Regions from separate parts of the Xenopus laevis genome. Here region 2 is linked to region 1. A link is a contact called in public Hi-C data. All regions are on one chromosome and are shown on one strand. The core of a region is the stretch at or near the end of the contact, and the rest is flanking DNA. Distances in the headings are between cores, read along the strand shown.

What was found. Hi-C and Micro-C count contacts between places; a contact is called where the count stands out from the background.
Region 2: a contact with region 1 is called in a Hi-C map of the XTC cell line, with 4 times the contacts expected there. The contact joins the enhancer-like site here to the promoter of fgf19.S in region 1. A contact is called at or near these places in 2 of 4 Hi-C or Micro-C datasets (the XL177 cell line and the XTC cell line).

What each region holds. Positions count from the first base shown.
Region 1 is chr4S:14,909,836-14,913,322 of Xenopus_laevis_v10.1, reverse strand. It overlaps fgf19.S (fibroblast growth factor 19), which reads left to right and starts at 1,573. Exons shown (of 3, transcript XM_018259913.2): 1 at 1,573-2,059; 2 at 2,986-3,089. The coding sequence starts at 1,825.
Region 2 is chr4S:15,056,628-15,060,114 of Xenopus_laevis_v10.1, reverse strand. No RefSeq gene overlaps it. Among protein-coding and RNA genes, the nearest start is that of fgf3.S, 46 kb to the right of the region's middle. Within about 2 kb of position 1,569, at least 2 of the 7 cell types and tissues checked have an H3K27ac peak or open chromatin away from gene starts, as enhancers often do.

The DNA of each region.
Region 1 (3,487 bases), core at 324-2,823:
TATATTCTGTTTACACAGTTCATCATTAATTGGGGTGGTTGGTGTCAGGTTTTTGTGAATAGTATATAGTATATATAATGGTGTTGCCGTGGCTAGAATCCAATTAAAGAAGAGAATGGAATCACAGGCTACACACTTCGGGGGCAATTCATTAACTTCGAGTGAAGGAATAGAAGAAGAAAAACTTCGAATTTCGAAGTGTTTTTTTGGCTACTTCGACCATCAAATGGCCTACTTCGACCTTCGACTTCGAATCGAAGGATTCGAACTAAAATCGTTCGACTATTCGACCATTCGATAGTCGAAGTACTGTCTCTTTAAGAAAAAACTTCGAACCCCTAGTTCGCCACCTAAAAGCTACCAAACCCAATGGTTTTTTTGGTCGAAGGATAATCCTTCGATCGTTGGATTAAAATCCTTCAAATCGTTCGATTCAAAGGATTTAATCGTTCGATCAAACGATTATTCCTTCGATCGTTCGATCGCAGTATTTGCGCAAAATCTTTCAACTTCGATTTTCGAACTCGAAGGATTTTCATTCCCAGTCGTATATCGAGTGTTAATTAACCCTCGATATTCGACCCTTGATGAATTTGCCCCTTCATGTTGTATTTTTTAAAAGCAACAGTATTTTTAATGCTGGAAATTTCAACATTTCTGCAGGCCAGTTTAGAATTTCTTCAAAAGTTGTTAAACAACTCTAACACCCTCCCCCCCAGAGGATGATGGGGACTGTAGTCCAACCCCATCTGCTGGCCCACAGTCTGCTAATCCAAAAAAAGGATCTTCCAGCGAGACAAAGCAAAGCCTAGTACATAGAACAGTGTAGTGAACTAATAACAAGCATGGGAGCTCTTTAAAGGATGACACACAGGCAGGGGTATATCACATTGTTATAAAAGTCTCAGTTACTTCACTTGGACAAAGGACAATAATACCTCTCCCAGTATGAAGTATACATAGATATTTTTTAAATTTTGTCTTTGAAAAACATTTTCCGAATGCAGATTTAAAAGAATAAGACACAGCTGCACATTAAATATATTGTTATACAACACACGTTTTTAGGGCAGAGGCAGACAAGAAGATTTGGGGAGATTCGGCCGGCGACAAATCGCCTCTTCTTCGGGTGACTAATCTCACCAAACTGCCTCCCCGTCGGCTAGAATGTAAATCGTCTGTAAATTTTCTGAAGTCGCTCGAGGTTGCCTCATGAGAAAACTCCGGGTGACTTTAGAAAAACGAATCGCTCCGAGTGCGATCCCGCCTGCGACTTAGATTCTTGCCGGCGGCATGGCACGCGGAGCGCTACGTTTTCCTAAGTCATCCAAAGTTGTCACACGAGGTAACTTCGTAAAACTAAGCGATCCGAGTGCCATCCCGCCGGCGACTTAGATTCTTGTCGGCAGGGAGGCAGTTCGGGAGATTAGTCGCCAGAAGAAGAGGCGATTTGTTGCCGGCGGACTAATCTACCCAAATCTTTTCGTCTGTCTCTGCCCTTACTAGTAACAAGGGAAAAAAAGGGATTAAAGCAGCTAGAAACCAAAGTATGTAACCTGTGAGGATGATGTAATGATAATAGAAAGGGGAGGTCTGTGACTACTATGAAAGGTCTACTTATTGAAAATAGTATGACCTTATCTATGGAGCTGATAAGAGTCCTATAAAAGGCTGGGGATTGGCTTGTATTTACTACAGCCCCGAGGCAATTAGGTAAAAAAAAAAAAAAGCATTGCCTGACAGTCTGTCTCAAGCAACTTTAGTGTTACTGACTCTTTGTGTGTGTGTGAGAGCTCTCAAATTGCAATTTCCAACCCTGGGAAGATGTTGAATACCCTGTCTTGGATTTTGGTTCCCATGATGGTGGCTGTGCTGTATCTCCTGAGAGGGGCGGAAAGTCTGCCACTTTTTGATGCCGGGCCACATGTGCAAAACGGCTGGGGGGAGTCTATCAGAATTCGGCACCTGTATACGGCCAGGAGGTTTGGACACGACAGCTATTACCTCCGCATACATGAGGATGGGAGAGTCGATGGTGACAGACAACAAAGCCTGCACAGTAAGTGTAACATAGAATTTTATACATTTAAAAATAAATCACATACTTTTCTTTGGGGTCAAATGAACATAGTTCCGATTTGTTTCTAGTTAGCCTAATATCCTGAGAAACGTTATTATTTATATAGCATGGACACATTCTACAGTGCTGTACAGAGATTAGACATCAGTCCTTGACCCACTAGGTTAGTTTTATCAGGAGCCTATTAAAGGGGTTGTTCTCCTTTAGGGTAAGGGCAGACGCGAAGATTTGGGGAGATTTAGTCGCCTGGCGACTAATCGCTTCTTCTTCGGGGTGACAATCTCCCAGAACTGCCTTCCCCTACCTTCCCGCCGGCTAGAAGGAAAATCGCCAGCAAGGTGGCACTCGCGGCACTTCGTTTTCCAAAGTTGCCTCACGAGGCAACTCCCCGAATCTGCCCGTGTGCCCTTACCCTTAGATTAACTTTTAGTATGATATAGAGAGTGATATTCATAGACAATATGCAATTGGTTTTCATTTTTTTTATTATTTGTGGCTTTTGAGTTATTTAGCTTTGTATTCAACAGCTCTCCAGTTTGCAATTTCATTAATCTGGGTGCTAGGGTCCAAATTACCCTAGCAACCATGCATCGATTTGAATAAGGGACTGGAAAATGAAGAGGAAAGGCCTGAATAGAAATATGAGTAATAAAAAGTAGCAATAACAATACATTTGCAGCCTTGCAGAGCATTTGTTTTTTAGATGGGGTCAGTGACCCCCATTTCAAAGCTGGAAAGAGTCAGAAGAAAAAGACAAATAACTCAAAAAATATACAAATTAAATAATAAAGACTCATTAAAAAGTTGTTTAGAATTCGCCATTTTATAACATTATTAAAAGAATTGAACCTAAGTCCGCAGCTCTGTGCCAAATCCTAAAGCATTTTTGATTTTTACAAACACAGGTGTACTGGAAATCAGAGCGATAGCAGTTGGAATTGTTGCCATTAAAGGTTATCGAACCTCTCTGTACCTGTGCATGGGGTCCGAGGGAAAACTCTATGCAATGGTAAGTGCTGGTGTGCTTGGTGCTTCTATTTATACAGACATGCATGAATGATAGAAGAACAAAGCATGTGGGAATAACACACATAGCAATGGTATCTTCGAAGAGGTCGTGCATGAAAGACATTTTATGCTGTGTCAAGACACTGTCTCTTTAAAATAGAAAAGTGCTCAGCCTCAGCTAATGTACATACCTTCACGTAACATTCCGGGATCTTCTACAAGAGCGGACTGCAAGCACCTAAGTGCTCGGGAGTTGACTCGGTCAAATTACATTTCACTTGATAATTACCTGCCACAAATTTAAAATGGCAACTGTCAGATGCAATAGTGCAATTTGGAAACCGTCTCCTCTTGCAGACACATTGTAATGACTCCAATATATTTCCTTAGAACAAACAG
Region 2 (3,487 bases), core at 320-2,819, 150 kb before region 1:
CGAATCCAGGATTCGGTTCGGCGGTTCGGGATTCAGCCAGGATTCTGACTTTTTCCACAGGATTCCGATTCGGCCAAATCCTTCTGCCCGGCCGAACTGAATCAGAATCTTAATTTGCATATGCAAATTAGGATTAGGTTTCGGTATTCTGACGAATCTTTTGCAAAGGATTCGGGGGTTCGGCCAAATCCAAAATAGTGGATTCGGTGCATCGTTAGATGTAAGCGACTAGAATCACTGGTAGGTGCGGTGCCTAACAACTTGCCACCTTTGAGCATTTCTACCTTTCCTCCTCCTTTAATTACTGATACATCAATGTAGGGGGGGCCTCAACAAAGGTTGAACCTCCAAGGGGAGCCTGAACCAGCAACCACTGCCCTAAAATTAGGTCAGGAAATAGGAATACTAAATGGGTAGGATCGTATCTTTTGAAACCTGAAAGCATGCGGAGATTCTTTGTCTAAATGACTTTAACTACCCCACGATTCCACCTCTCTGGCGATTGCAAATAATAGCATATCTCATTATTACTTATGGAGGCCAAAGGTTATTATGAAGAGCTACAGACCCAGAGGGCACAGAGGGTGTATCTATACAAATCCCCTTTCTCCCTTACTCCATCCAAGTGATTACTCAACATCCAGTTTGTTTTACCTATCATGTGCCCTTTCCAATCTGATCAGACCAAGCCAGTTAGAAAGCAGTCTGTTTGGTTATGCCTGCTAGATAATCCGATGCCCACGTCTGGAAACAAAATTGGCATCAGAAGGGATTTTCAGGATACAATCAGTGTTTTATCCATGTTTGTGACATATGGCAGAAGGTGATGGCATTTGCCAATTCCAAGTGTAAAGTTGCAGGTTCCTTGTGCAACTGCTACTGCCTTGGCATAGGTGCAAACATCAAAGGCCAAAAAAGAGAAAATTTGCTCCATCTATTAACCAACAACCAACGAGATACTTGCTTTGGTGACTCTGATTGAGGTGTATTTGCATGAGGCAGAAGCTGAAACTTAATCCTAAAGCTGAAGACGGGCCTTGATTTGTGAGGAAGCCACAAAGGCCCCCGGCCTAGGGAGTTAAGATTTTCGAGGTGGCATGTCGCCCAGCGGCATTCTAAGGATTCTGTACATGCAATTCCCAGTTCTCTGGAGCTATGACCCTGTGGCCTAGGGGAGCCCAAGGCTGAAATCCAGCCCTGGCTGAAAAGACATTATAAACTTCAATATCCCTTTATAAATGTCGCCTTCTTAATCCATTGGGAAGCATCTGCCATTTTTATTTTTCATAAAAATTTGGCCACTAGAGGGCATTGTCTCCCTGGAGTCACACATTTATATATGTGATATAAAGACAATAAGGACCCTGTGCAGAATAACCAATGGCCAAAATACATAGTAAATCTGTGAATAGCTTTACTCAGTCCCATTGTTATTATATGCTCACAGTGTTTTGTTGCTTCCTTCTTTTTGAGTTTTATTTTTTGCTTTCCTTCGGCGGTCATTAGCAAGTATACACGAAGTGCATTGCCCTAGAGTCTCCCAGCACACGGGGGTGTGAATCCATGTCTTGCTTGCTTAGATCCTTTCAGAAACCCATTCCATTCTTTGTCTTCTTTTTTTAGCTTTGTTTGTGTGTGTGTGCGTGTTTGTTTTGGGAATCCTTTTGAGAAGGAAAGACCTAAAAGACTTGTGAAAAAAGTAAGACAATGAGGAACCCCAATTCTCTCAGAGGTTTTTTTAAATGTTGCATGAGTACAAAGTTCCTTTGTAGTTCATGTAAACATTTCTATGGGTCTGTAGCAGGATCAGGTGGGGGGTTATGGTGGGGAAAGTTATGGTTGATGCTCTTGAATGAGCTATGGATAAGTCACAGGTAAGTGTTTTCTCATAGACAAATAGATGAAGTAGGGATGTGCCTTTACAGCAAGTCTCATTCACTGATGCTTTGTCATTGTGAAAGGCTGGTGGCATAGCACTGTCAACTGTTTGTCTGATCAAAGACTCAGTATTTACAGCCACCTAATAGCTCCTGGGGACTGGAGTCTCCATTTCTCATTTACTGATTGTGAACAAGCAATAAACTAATTAGTTAGGGAACCAGTGGCCAAAATACCTGGTGATACTTAAAGTACATAATCAGAGCTGTCTTTATCAGGGTCCAAGCAGAACTGAATGTCCTGGGCCCCACACATAGTGAGTCTCCTCAAAACAGCAACTGTAGTTAGGGGAAATAAAAGCTAAAGAACATACAAAACAGTCACATTTTGCCTATGTAAGCAATATAATAGTCTGTGTGAAGGGAGTGTGGCTGTGGGATAGCAGGTATAGTAGGGAGAGATGGTGCCTATAGTAGCAGTGGATAATAGTCTCTGGGAAGGGAGTGTGACTGTGGGATAGCAGGTATAGTAGGGAGAGATGTGTCTATAGTAACAGTGGGATAATAGTCTCTGGGAAGGGAGTGTGACTGTGGGATAGCAGGTATAGTAGTGAGAGATGGTGCCTATAGTAACAGTGGATAATAGTCTCTGGGAAGGGAGTGTGACTGTGGGATAGCAGGTATAGTAGGGAGAGATGGTGTCTATAGTAACAGTGGATAATAGTCTCTGGGAATAGAGTGTGACTGTGGGATAGCAGGTATAGTAGGGAGAGATGGTGCCTATAGTAACAGTGGGATAATAGTCTCTGGGAAGGGAGTGTGACTGTGGGATAGCAGGTATAGTAGGGAGAGATGGTGTCTATAGTAACAGTGGATAATAGTCTCTGGGAATAGAGTGTGACTGTGGGATAGCAGGTATAGTAGGGAGAGATGGTGCCTATAGTAGCAGTGGATAATAGTCTCTGGGAAGGGAGTGTGACTGTGGGATAGCAGGTATAGTAGGGAGAGATGTGTCTATAGTAACAGTGGGATAATAGTCTCTGGGAATAGAGTGTGACTGTGGGATAGCAGGTATAGTAGGGAGAGATGGTGCCTATAGTAACAGTGGATAATAGTCTCTGGGAAGGGAGTGTGACTGTGGGGTAGCAGGTATAGTAGGGAGAGATGGCGCCCATAGTAATAGTGGATAATAGTCTCTGGGAAGGGACTGTGACTGTGGGATAGCAGGTATAGTAGGGAGAGATGGTGCCTATAGTAACAGTGGGATAATAGTCTCTGGGAAGGGAGTGTGACTGTGGGATAGCAGGTATAGTAGGGAGAGATGGTGCCTATAGTAACAGTGGGATAATAGTCTCAGGGAAGGGACTGTAGCTGTTGGATAGCAGGTATAGTAGGGAGAGATGGTGCCTATAGTAACAGTGGGATAATAGTCTCAGGGAAGGGACTGTGGCTGTTGGATAGCAGGGCAAGGTGGATCTGTACACCTCTCAGGACATATTAATGTGCTACAAGTGGTTGAGTATCAATAGCTAATGTGCAGCATTTGGACAGTTCTGTTATAAATCCACTTAATGTCTTGTTTTTCCCCAGACCGCAGTACCAATGATAGT